Regions from separate parts of the Mus musculus genome. Here region 1 is linked to region 2. The links are chromatin contacts, called in public promoter capture Hi-C maps. All regions are on one chromosome and are shown on one strand. Each heading gives the region's core, a stretch centred on a gene start, on an enhancer-like site or on the middle of the called end of the contact. The rest is flanking DNA. Distances are from core to core; before and after follow the strand shown.

Region 1 (6,396 bases), core at 2,281-4,780, 1.3 Mb before region 2:
TTTTTCTACATAGCATCACCACAAGAGAGTACATTTTCATTGATCTGCAGAAAAGCTACCCAATAGGGTAGGCTAATGCTCAAGAATCATTAGAATATGTAATAATGACAGGAAACACACATCAGCAATAATAATCAAAGCTAAGATGAGATTTCTGAAGGCCCTGCAATTCAGAATTTACCCATTGCAGCCATGCAAACGCAGTGGGTCATCTCCAGGAAAATGACCTGCATTCTTTTAGCCTATCCTAGATGGCTCCTGACAAAACGCAATGGTACATACACACCAACTAGTAGAAGGAAAGGCCAGATACTGGAGTAGTAGCTTTGCTAACTGGGGCGGGTGTGGGGGGAATGCAGGTTCATTTGAGGCTTGTCTGAGGAATGGAGACAGGACTGAGAAGTTGCTGGTCGGTTGAATCTGCAGGTGAAAGTGCAGAAAGAGACGCAGAAAGCCCTTAGGTTTCTGGCTTGTCCAACAGGGACAGGTGTAAAAATGGAGAAAAGACTAGAAAGGACTTGGATGGGGAAATCAGAAATTTAGTTTTGAAAACATGAAAGTTATATCCAGAAGTTATAAGCTATAGTCACCAATTTCACCCATAGTACCCTGGCTATCTTAACCACTTATAACTTCATCTTTACTATTTTTTAGTATGGAAAAGTGTGTGTGTGTGTGTGTGTGTGTGTGTGTGTGTGTGTGTGTGTGTGTGTGTGTGTGTCTGTGTGAGACTCCTAGAGCACAAGACAATCATAGCTAGCAGCTGTGGACAATCGGAAGCAGCCCTATATCACACACCTGGGATTAAAACAACAACAACAAAAAAACCCATAACATAACTGGGTTTTTAAAGAAAGCAATATTCTCCCTACACTGCCCTCTAAGTTCTTCCTCCACACTGCCTTGTTTCTTTCGGTACTGCACAGATTAAGCACACACTCTCTCTGAACTAAGACCCTACTTTCTTATACTGGGACCGGTAGCCTTCTCTTCTCCCAGATTGAAAACTTCCCAAGGTTTCCAACAGCTCACTTTCATCTCCTTTACTCTCCCCATTATCCCAGCAGCAAGGCGGTCCTCTGAGCTTCCCCTGTACTCTGTGGTTTCCTTTTCTTCCCAGACTGGCAGCCTAATTTGACTCACTGATCACTCCATAACTAGACCGTTGTGGCATGCACTGCTCCAGTCTTTCAAGTTACTAATTTTCATACACACACAGCTGCTCTAGAATATTTTACTGAACATTATAAGGAATTTGGGTCTAGTTCACTTGCCTGGCAGACACGGGCCCGGGTTGCAATTCCAGCACTACAAAAACGCATTCCCATTTCGAAAAGGATGAAATATGTTTTCATTAGCCTAGTATTGAAGCCTTTCATGAACTTTCCTGTTCCACTAAAATAGAGTAGGGTTTTTTTAAATTGTTCATGGATTTATTTATTTTGATGTAGGGACAGGGTTTTACTAGTAGCACTGGCTGGCCTAGGCTGGTCTCAAACTTGTGACTCTTCTGCCTTTGTTTCTTGAATACTTGGATTGCTGGCACATGCCACCAACTCCAGCTTTCTTCTTTGTATTGAGATTGTTTCTATGTTATTAATTGTGTGTGTTGGGGGTGCTCCTATGCAACGGAGCATGCATATGGAAGGCAGAGGACAACTTGCAGGAGGTATTTTTTCACTTTCCACCATGTGGAATCCAGAGATTGAATTCAGGTCATCAAGCTTAGCAGCAAGTACCTTTACCTACTGAGAAATCTTGTCTGTCACAGTTCTTTGTATTTTTTTTAAATCTAAGCTGCTCCTTCCAGTCAGCATGCCCTCTCATCCTCACCAAGCACAGTATTGTGCATCTCATAAGATATTCTGAAATGCTAGTAAGAATCCTACTTAACCATTTATTGTTAAGTACTTTATGCCTATTAAGTAAGCTAAGTGCCCTCCATTCATTATCTGGCTCTGTTATTAATATGGTTTCAAATGAAGTAGCCTTATCTTATCTATTATAATGCAGATTCCCTGAGAGTGCAGTGTATCTTTGAATCCAAAGCTAAAGTGTACACTTAGTTCATAGAAGTGCTTAATAGTGCACTCAGTTCATAGAAGTGCTTGGGTAACTGAATGATTACAGTGCTTTGAACTAGTTCTATAGACAAATACAAATGAAGCATAACTTGTTCCATTCTAATTGGAGAACAAATGCATATCTCTCTCTCTCTCTCTCTCTCTCTCACACACACACACACACACACACACACACACACACACACGTACATACCTCAAGATTGCAAGAATATTAAGTATTGGGATACTAAATCGAATATTGACCACAGGTATAGCAGAAAGTCAACCTGGAAGCATCAAATTCACATAGTAAAAGGAGTATTTAGGTTTTGGGTGTTAGGTAGAGCTAATTTTGGATTGTTTTCCTACCTCAGTGTGTGACCGAGAATAGTTTTTACCCTCCAAAGTACATCTGCAAAGTGGACATGTTACAGCTTGCGTCATAGAACTGTTGAAAGGATTAAGATAATATCCAAAGTGCTTATCACGAAACAAAAGTTTAAAGCAAGCTTGTCTTTTAAAGAAAGTACAAATCTGGGCCTGTCTCGGAGGCCTCAGTGTGTCAGTTGAGGATGGTCTGAGTGCTGGGAGTCTGGGAATTGACCAGCTAGGCTCAGATCTTGTAGGCATCCAGAACCCCCAAACTTCTGGTGGAAATAACACTGCCTGGGGACACACTAACACCCTGTACACCAAACCTAAAACATTTGCCCTAACCGTTGTTTAGCTTCAGAAGCAAATGAAAGAAAAAGTGGCTGTGTGTTGGGGGATGGGGGAGGTGTGTTTTCCCACTACTTGGGAGAGAACCCTTGCTTTTCATCACATGAAAGCTCCACAGTCCCTGTCTCAGTTTTAGGAAGGTGACATCGGGTTTGTCAGAGTGGATTATTGGAGAGGCTGTTAATCTCTTTCAGACAGTGATGAAAAGTAGCGAACTAAAGTTGCAGCACGAAATTTACTCTGTAAACATTTCAAACAATCCTCAGCCTTAGCACCATTAGCTAATGTAGCTGGGTGGTGGTCTTGCCTGCTATTGAATGTATAGTTTACCTCTATTTAAATATTTAAATGATATTTGCAGTTTGAAAACTTAAAAGAGTTCAGACTCTTAGCGCCAAAACTTGAAACCACGTTTTTTTAGTGTTTAGCTGTGTTTCTTTCTGTTACCATACTCCTTTAAAACTACATCTCCCAGCATGCTTTGGAGCTGGTCTGACCTCATTTCAAATGGCCCCGTAGGGCAACAAGGCTGGTTACTTTTGACCGTGCTACTTGTGCCATGAAAAAATTGATCCCAATTGGCAGTTATTTGGTTTTTATATCTGTCAGGCACCTTTTTTGAACTGTGGTCATCAGTAGAAGGCATCTGGTCTGGAAGGGCCCATCCATCCCTGTAGTTGGACGAGGGACCAGGGAAACTGTCTCCGGCGATCTAAATAGGAGGGAATGTTGACAAGGGAGCACCGCTGGGGCTGAACAGAGGAGCAGGAACTGGAGCTCAGGCTGAGTCTGAAAACTGTTGGCTCCAGACTTTGGCTCGCGGACGGTTGGAAGTGGGAGATGGAGATGCCAGAGGAACCCGCCAACAGTGGGCATTCACTACCCCCGGTTTATATTTACAGTCCCGAGTATGTCAGCATCTGCGACTCCCTTGTGAAGGTCCCCAAACGGGTAAGAGAGGTCTGGATCAAAGACCACGGTTTGCGGGGATGGGGGTGGGAGGGTGTGAAAGGGAGTACATTAGGAAACGAGAAAACTGGACTGAAGGATACCTTCAGCAAAAATGTAACTAGCAGTGCCAGGCACGCCAAGCCGAGCAGAAGGAAGTGGTTCATTACCTTCAGAGAGCGCAGTGGGGCATCCAACGCTCGAGTGGGGGCGGGGGGCGGGGGAGGGGAAGGATTGGCGCAGAGGTGAGCGGAGTTACCAATAGGGGGTCCTGGACCACAAACTGTTAGGAGAGAGTATTCCATCACTTGCGTTAGTAAAGCTGGGGAGCTTCGAATCTTGGCGATTTTGAGACTCTGTGTTTGTCTTAAGTGTATTCTGTTAAAGTGACAGAAGGGAGAAGAGAGAAAGTAGTTAGTTCTCCGCGCAGGCTGTTGTTGTTAATGGCATTTCAGTACATTGAACCTTAAGGAGACTGCTCTGCCTTTCTTTGATGCTGTTTCAGGCCAGTATGGTCCACTCTCTGATCGAAGCCTATGCCCTGCATAAACAAATGAGGTAAGTGCGTTGACCTTTCTGAACATGATCATTTCTGAGGGCAGGCGTGTTCATAGCCTTAACACCTTGTCTCCTCCCAGTGGGACTAACCAGCGAGAAATGCTGCGTTCAAAAAAAAAAAAAAAAAAAAGCTTGTGTGGGAGTGGGGTGTTCATAGTCTTTGTTAGATGCTTGTACCGCCGGGAAAGCTTGAGAACAGTTGGGAAAGGCACACGAAGGGGTTAAGATCCCTTAGAAAAGAGACTTTGCTTCTAGACATGTGAGGAGGTGTTAAGCTGGAAAATGTTTTGTTTTATATTTGGTCTGGATTTTGTTTGTTTTCTAAAGCTAGATTTGGGGATGTGGGTTCAATTTGAGACTTAGATCTGCTACCCCACCCCCATCACCACCAAACTTTAACCTGGTCTCTGTTGACCACACAAGTAAAGCTAGCTACATCCTTCTCAAAAACAAGCCAAAAACAAGCTTTCTGTTGATTGCCAATTCTATATTTAATGTCATAAATGAAAGTATTATGGACCTGGCACATGTCAAATCAGGTTTTCTCATTACTGACCAACTACGTGACTGGCTAGATCACCTAATGCTGCATTTTCTTCACAGAAAGTAATATAATAGGTTTTCATATTTTATTCTTAGTATTAAGTCATTTTTAGTGTGTACATTCTTTTGGAATGTGTTGTTGTTTTGAGACAGAGTCTCACTGTGTAGTTCTGGCTAGCCAAGAACTGTTAACATCAACCAGGCTGGCCTTGAATTTACCAAGAACCACCTGCCTTGCCTCCCAGGTGCAGGATCAGCAGGTTTGCAGCACCATACCCTTCTAGGAATGTTTTCCTCCCTATGCTTAATTCCTATGGTCATCAAAATAACTACTTGTCTTTCCTTAAAAGTATTTTAACACTTTTCTGAGCCTGGTGGTACAGGCCGTTAATTCTAGGCCTTTGGAAGGCTGAGACAGGAACATCACAACTTCAAAGCCAGCTGGGTAACTTAGCCACACCCTGTCTCAAAATACAATTTTTAAAGGGGTTTAAGATAGTGTTCAATGTGTAGAACACTTGCCTAACATATAGGAGGTCTAGGCTCCCACACACAAAATTAACACTTACAAATATTTTATTGCAAACAAGATGTCAAAGCAAAGTCATTAGCTCGCTGCTGAGTAGTCAGTAGTCTTTCCTTTTAGGGTGAGTGAAACAGATGGGAAGGTGCTACAAGGCAACAATTAGAAAAGGCTGGGATGGCAGGGCGTGGTGGCGCATGCCTTTAATCCCAGCATTTGGGAGGCAGAGGCAGGCAGATTTCTGGGTTCAGCCTGGGTTCAGCCTGGTCTACAATGTTCCAGGACAGCCAGGGCTACACAGAGAAACCTTGTCTCAAAAAACCAAAAGCAACAAAACAAAACAAAACAAAACCTGGGATACATAAAACAAAAGCTTGTGTACAAAATTGAGACAATGTTTCTCTACATAGCCTACCTAGGCAGCCCTAGGACTCACTAGGTGAGACCAGGCTAGCTTTGAATTCACCGAGATTCCTCTGCCTCCCGAGTGCTGGGATTAAAGGTGTGAGCCTTTGTACTAGGCTCCTTGATGTTTTTATTTTAAACACTTTATTACATTGCATTTATTTCTTTTGATGGGGCTCGGGGGCCTGAGGGGTTGGTCAAGCGCCCCAGTACACAGGTGGAGGCTGGGAAAGAACCGGCAGCGGCTGCCTCTCTCTTTCTACCGTGCGGAGCCTGAGGAGTGAATTTAGTTTTTCAGTGACTGCCCCTGAGCCATCTTGCTGGCCCTAAAATTTTATTTTAGTGGACAGTTTGTTCATCTCTCGTGATATAAATGTGTACTTGAAGAAAAAACAAGAATCCTTGATTTTGTCTACATATTTAACTTTTGAGGTTGACCCACAGGATTTCAAACACCTTGGTTATACTAGTTGCCTAAATATCCTACCTGGACTAATTCGCAGTAAACTCATAGTTGTACTTCCATTCAGAAAACATACATGGCGCCGTTCTGTGGCTAGAGCAGTGCCCCTTCTATTTGAATGGGCAATCATCTTGTTAACATATATGTTCTTGGTAGAATACAAACTGGTTTAC
Region 2 (6,262 bases), core at 2,102-4,601:
AGAGCATACATGAAACCATAAATGCCATATAGACTGGGTGAGATTATGTGCAACTGTCCCCTATATGTCCAACTGGTAGGTAGGCCCTAGATGTATAGTAAGGCTTCCCTTGAGGTTCTGCCAACTCCAGTGCCTTGGGTACTGGGTCCTGTTATTCATTCTTCTTTTACTGTTGACATGCACATTAATATATCCTTTGCCCCCTAGTAGCCCAGGGTGCAAGATGGACGTTGATACTTCCTGAGCCTCTTTCTGGCGGTACTTATTTTTATTTTTACTGGTTGGTCTATGGTGTCTGATGTACCTCCATCAGTCCTGCCCGCACCCGCACCCCCCCCACACACACACCCGCTCCTTCCCAGTTTTTCTCCTTGGAAGTCTTCTAAGAATTTGAGCATAATTGCTCTACCTTAAAGGTCATTTGACCTCCCCTCCCGCATGGAGCTCTTTAGTTTAGAAATAAATTCAGGAGGAAGTTCAGACATGCTAGGAGCCCCTAAGAAACAGGCTTGAGACAGCGGGAAACCACTTCTAGCTCACTGGTTAAAAAAAAAAAAAAGGTGACCCTTTTCTTGAAGAGCATGGCTTGAGCAGCCTCTTGTGCCAGTTCCTTTAGCAAGACTTCCTTGACTCTGTGCAGATCCAATCACCCCTGGCTCTTAGTAACGGAGCACAGTTGTGTCTTCTAGCTCTGTGATTTCCTCCCTTCTTTTTCTCTAATTCTGGGTCTAGTGAAGTAAATGTGGTGTGTGTGTGTAGGGGTGAGGTGGGGTGGGGGTCTCTGTGTGCGCATGTGCGAACACGCGCACTCGCGAGTGTGAGCACATGCACACGGCGGCTGCAGCGGGTCAAGCTCAGAGACATATTTTGTGAAAGGAATTCACTACTGAGCTACACTTCCACCTATGACCCCTCTCCAGGAGGCCTCGGTACAAGCAAGTGGCAGAGGTCAGTTTCCAGGTGCGCAGGTGCGCGCGCGCGCGCGCGCACATGTATGTGTGCAGATAAACTGTTCACAAAGTCACCTAACTTAAGCTTTCTTGTTCAAGTGAGTGCCGCCCCCTGGTGGGGTGGGAGTGACCCTGGCACAACACCAGGGAAGTATTAAGCTTCCTGCGTGGGGAGGGGGGACACTCTGGGAGCTTGTGGCCCCCTTTTGACTAGGTTTGGCAATGAAAGCAAACCACGCTTTCCTCAGAGAAGCAGGGTCTGTAGCAAAGCTTGTCCTCAAGTCCTCATCTTGAGGGTAGACTCATTACCTAACCTCCCTGGGCCTTCATTTCCTCAGATGCAAAATGTGGACTCCGAACTGCCAAGGCGGACTAACTAAATGAAAAAAAAATTCTTAGATTTCACCGGTTATGGATTTAGCTTAGTGGCAACCATGCGGCCCTGGGTTCAGTTCCTAGAATCAAAAGGGGAGGAAAAAAAAAAAGACTTCATAAACTCTAAAGGCCGTGTTACGTGTAAGTCATAAGAAGGGACTACTCCCAGTGTAACAAGCACTCGTGGTCATTCTACCCTGGAAAATCAACTTAAGGGAAAAGAAAAACAGCTGTGCAGGCTGCGTCCAAGGAGGGAAGCTCTTTGTGAGCTTCAGATTGTGGCATGGCAGTCTACCCAGAAATAGCGCCAAGGGTCTCGGTCAGCTGTCCCATCTTCTGTTCAGTCTGGCCCCTCCGCACATTGTAGATCTGCTCCCTCACTCTAACGTCTACGTGAAGGTCCATTCTGTCCGCTGTACTTGGTACACTAACACAAACCACCTACAGAGAGAGATACAAGGCATGGATACGGGCTGAACCCTCCTTAGTTTTGTGATTAGAGTCCGTATTTCTCTGGCGAAGTTTTCAGAGTTACCGTTTGAGATCTTCCCAGTTTCTTCAAGAAAGACCAAGGACCAACTTGGACTCGAAAGTCAAAGCTATATGATACCTCCTTTCTCCATGAGTAGTATTCCTGAACAAAGACTTTCCCCGTGAGTTTGGAGAGCGCCTTACAAGGAAGGATTTTCGTCAGGAGAAGGTAAACTGAGGCAGATAGCAGCTTGCGGGCCTCTTTCCTTAGTGCACAAGGTCGCTACCTTTCCCCATGGATACCAACCACTTTGCCCCCCTTCACCGCCCACTCCCTCTTGGGCAGAGCAATCGTAGAACAGTTCTGTTCACTGAGGTATTGGGAGGCGAGCAGGGAATCCGAGTAATCCCGCAGGAATGGGCCAAAAGGTGTTGGGTGGGAGGGGAGGGAGGAGGGAAGGCTAGGTGCCGGTGGAGAATCCACACAGTTCCTGCTGTACATAGGATAAAGACTTCTCTGTGGGAATAAATGTTTGGAGCAGCTCAAGCCAAAGTGCTGAGTAGCGAGTAGAGAATTCGATTTTCCTCAGAGCAGGGACAGTGTCTTATTCATCTCCGATCCTCCTGCTTCAAGCTGCTCAGAGTGTGGTATATACTATGTACTAAGTAAATGCCTGTCTAACTGAAGATTAAAGGTGGATCTTTGGGCTTTCCAAAGGGGTGGAAAGGCGGTAATGGGGGGCCCCGGAGTGAGAGTAACTAGAGGGGTCCAAGGGTGGATGGCGTGAAGGTAAGGGAGTCATACTTACCTTCCATCCTGCCGAGCTGTTGCTGTCACCCTTGTCCTTGAAGTAGGGCACCGTGCGGACCATCCATTCGTAGATCTGGGCGAGTGTCAGCCGCTTCTCCGGGGCGCTTTCAATGGCCTGGCTGATGAGTTCTGCATATGACTGATTTCCCCAGGCATTCCGGCGGGAGCCTCCCTTCCGAGGACCTGTTACAGCCCCCAGGATTCCCGGCTGGGGGCCCCCTGCCGGCTCTGGGAGCCGAGAGGGCAACAGGATCGGTTCGGAGTGTCCCTCCGTGGGTACCTTCTGTCCCAGACTGGGCTCCACCTCGGACGGTTCGTGTGGCTCCGTAGCGAGGTCTGGTCGAGGAAGGGGCCAGGTGCAGGATCGCGGACGGCTCTGGGGTTCGAAGTCGGGATCGAGGTCTAGGATCGCGGCAGCCCCTGTGGCTGACTTCTTATTCTCTGGATCCATACGTGGGGTCGAACCTCTGCAGCTCAGCGATCAGTGGAGCCTGCCACAGTCCCTCACCATGCCTCCCCCAAGGGGGGAAACACATTCTTTCCAGTTCTCAGAAAGTCACGAACTTCTCCCTCGTCTCCGGACTCTAGCTCCTAAACTGTCCCTTTCACTCCGTTCTCCGATCCCCTCCGGAGTCCGGGCTGCAGCCTCAGAGTAGCGCTCTGAGGCACCACCTGTAACCTCCGCCTAGCGAAGGCACTTTCTGCACCCTCTCACTCAGCTTCCTGCTCTTTTAAACCTGAGGCACCGTATCCCCTCATACATTGCGCTCCCATCACCGAACGTCTCCTCAGCGAAGTTCCCTCCCCCTTTCAAGTTGCTGCCCCCCGGACACTCCTCCCAAATTTCCTCCACCCGGATCGCTGCCCTCCCCCACGCCCCGCTCCCGGGCGTCACTTGTCCCTCCCCTGGCTCTCCCTCCCCTCGCCTCTTCCCTCCAGGTCACTCTTGAGAGGGTCAAGGTTCTTGCGGCCCCAGCCTCCCCAACTCCAGAACTGAATCCCCTATCGGACCCCCCCACCCCCCGCCCCCCGGGTTTCCCTTTTGTTTTGCTCCAAGCAGCAGCCCCCGCCAGACGTCTCTGTTTACCACTCGCTGGGGCAGCCATCTGCGCACGCGCCTCAGGAGCCACTTGGGAAACTGAGTTCTCGAATCGTGCCACCCTGGTCGTTCTCGAAGACTACATCTCCCGTCCTACCTTGCGATCAGGAGTCCGATATCGGCCGCAGGAGAGCGGCGCGTGGCAGGATGTGGGGAGGTGGAACTTTAATGATTAGAGGTCGTCCCGGACTCTTTTTCTTTTCTTAAAAATATTTTTCCTCATTCCTTCCCTTTTCACCCACTTCCTCGAGTTTCGGGGTCGCCCAAAAGATCGTTTTGAAAGACGCTAGATTTTCCCATCCTTCACTAAGAAAGCAAAGTGAAAATGTATTGCCCTTATAAGAAGCAGAAAGAGTATCAACAAGTAGGGATCTGATTAGAAAATAAGACACACTCACTTGGGGAGTTGAGAGGGAAGCTTGTGTAACAACAAACAGTGTTCATTGGTTATGGTGCACTCTCTCCATTTTCTATGTACATTTCACAGACAGTCTTGCTAGTTTCCTCTGTCAGCTATGCAGGCCTCTGAAATACTGATCTTCTCCTTGTTCTGATCTTCAATGGCTTCTCATTCAACATGTCTCCAACTGAACTTTTTTTTTTTTTAATCTCTTTCTGCACCTATACCTCCACCCTCTAGCTACCTTTAACCTCTGTTATTTTGTCTTTTTTCTGGAGCTGAGGACCGACTCCAGGGCCTTAGCCCTTGTTAGGCAAGTGCTATACCACTGAGCTAAATCCCCGATCCCTACTCTTAAGCTCTGAATTTGGTTAGAGGCTGTTCTGGGTCTACCTAACCTTCTCAGCCACACTGATGGTCACCTTTCCACTTCTGTAACTTGCTACTTCCAAATTCTAAATGGAGACATTATGACTGGGTTTAAGTTCTTCAACAGTGCACCGGCTTCTAATCCTTCTAATCCTTTCAAATAAAGCCATTTCCTAGTGGGCCTATGGGGGGCATTCTTATTCAAACCAGCATATCAAAATTAGCTCACTTACAGCTCACTTAACCATGCAAGGTATGGTTAACCACTATTATATCTGTTTTATAGATGAAAATACAGATGATCTCAGAGATCAAGTGATTTACACAAGGAAACAGGTGGGCCTAAAAATCCAAAGTACTGTAATGTTCAAACTCTAGGAAAGCTCTTCAGGTTCAAGTTACACTTTTCCTGCCCCATCTTTCAACTAAGCACACTAAGTTTGAACCAGCTGTAGTTTCCCCCTATTTTCTAGAAATGCTTCCACCTTATAATAACTTTCCCTTTGCATCCTCTTTCTGTCTTTTTATTGTTGTTGTTTAGTTGTTTAACAGAAATCTTCTTCCCCCCAATCCCTGTCTAGTTTTGCTAGACAGAGTTTCTGTGTATAGCCTCAGCTGTTCTGAAACTCACTATGTAGATCAGGTTGGCCTCCATCTTCTAGAGAGCTACCTGCCTCTGCCTTCCGAATGCTGAAATTAAAGGCCTGTGCCACCACCATCCGTTCTTTTGATTTTTAATTTTTAATTATGTGGACATATGTGGACGTGAGTGCATGACTGTAAGTACCTGAGAAGGAAGGCCAGAGGCCATGATCCCCTGGAGCAGGAGTTACAGGCAAATAGTGAGCTACGTGCTTAGGTGCTGGAAATGTAACTGAGGTCCTCTGTAAGAGCAATATGTGCTCTTAACTGCTGAGCCATCTCTCCAGCCATGCATACTTTTTGGATGTGTGTGTCTGTGTGTGTGATAGGGTCTCACGTAGGCCAGGCTGGCCTCAAATTCATTGTGCAACACAGGATGACCTTGATAGTCTCGTCTTCCTGCCTCTAACTCATTGCTCTTATCATTTATTCCCTCAGGTCTCCATTTCGGGGAAAAATCCCATCCATTACCCCATGTTTTCCTCAGGTCCAGCACGTCGTCCCCGTTGTGCATTTTAAATCACCTCTGGCAAGCTCATGTCATAGAGCTGCAAGTCATATTTGTTTGGTCGTCTGTCCCTTACAATAAGCTATGAGCCCCTGGGGGCAGAAATAAGTTTCAGGTATCTGTGACCTCAGCTCTGGGTCACAGTATATGTTGGTCAAAGGAGTGAATAAATGGGATCAAGAATTGCCTATTAAACTTAGACATTTAACAAATTTTAGATAAATACATATTTCTTTGCCTGGTCATATTGCAATTTTTCTGCTACCTAGTAAGGTTCTAGAGTGACTGTCATTTAAGTTGTTTACCATTTGAATTGTTAATGGGTATATTTTCCTCCCCTTTCCCCTCTCCATCTTCATACACTGGGCCTTCAAAGTGATGTTAGTCTGCTCATGGTATGAGAAACCCTGTTGATTTTCCATATTCTTAAAAAAGTATTGTGTATATATTCAGTGTGTGTGTATGTGTGCATGTGAATTTGTGTATACATTTGTGTATAGCTCTGTGTGAAGGCCAGAGGCCTTCTCTATCACTCACTCTCTGCCTTATTTTTTAAACCAGAGCTAACTGATTCAGCTGGCCTGGCTGGCCAGCAAGCCTCTCTTGTCTCTGCCTCCTTCTCAAAGCCATCGATACA

Evidence for each region. Promoter capture Hi-C pulls out the DNA fragments that hold promoters and counts their contacts.
Region 1: a contact with region 2 is called in a promoter capture Hi-C map of liver, with 5 times the contacts expected there. The contact joins the promoter of Hdac8 here to the promoter of Foxo4 in region 2. A contact is called at or near these places in 2 of 39 promoter capture datasets (liver and pre-B cells).

Annotation. Positions count from the first base shown.
Region 1 is chrX:102,502,292-102,508,687 of GRCm38.p6, reverse strand. It overlaps Hdac8 (histone deacetylase 8), which reads left to right and starts at 3,530. Exons shown (of 11, transcript NM_027382.4): 1 at 3,530-3,734; 2 at 4,237-4,289. The coding sequence starts at 3,624. It overlaps Gm32262 (a long non-coding RNA gene), which reads right to left. Exons shown (of 14, transcript XR_003953070.1): 14 at 3,362-4,109.
Region 2 is chrX:101,251,617-101,257,878 of GRCm38.p6, reverse strand. It overlaps Foxo4 (forkhead box O4), which reads right to left and starts at 3,351. Exons shown (of 3, transcript NM_018789.2): 1 at 2,606-3,351. The coding sequence starts at 3,058.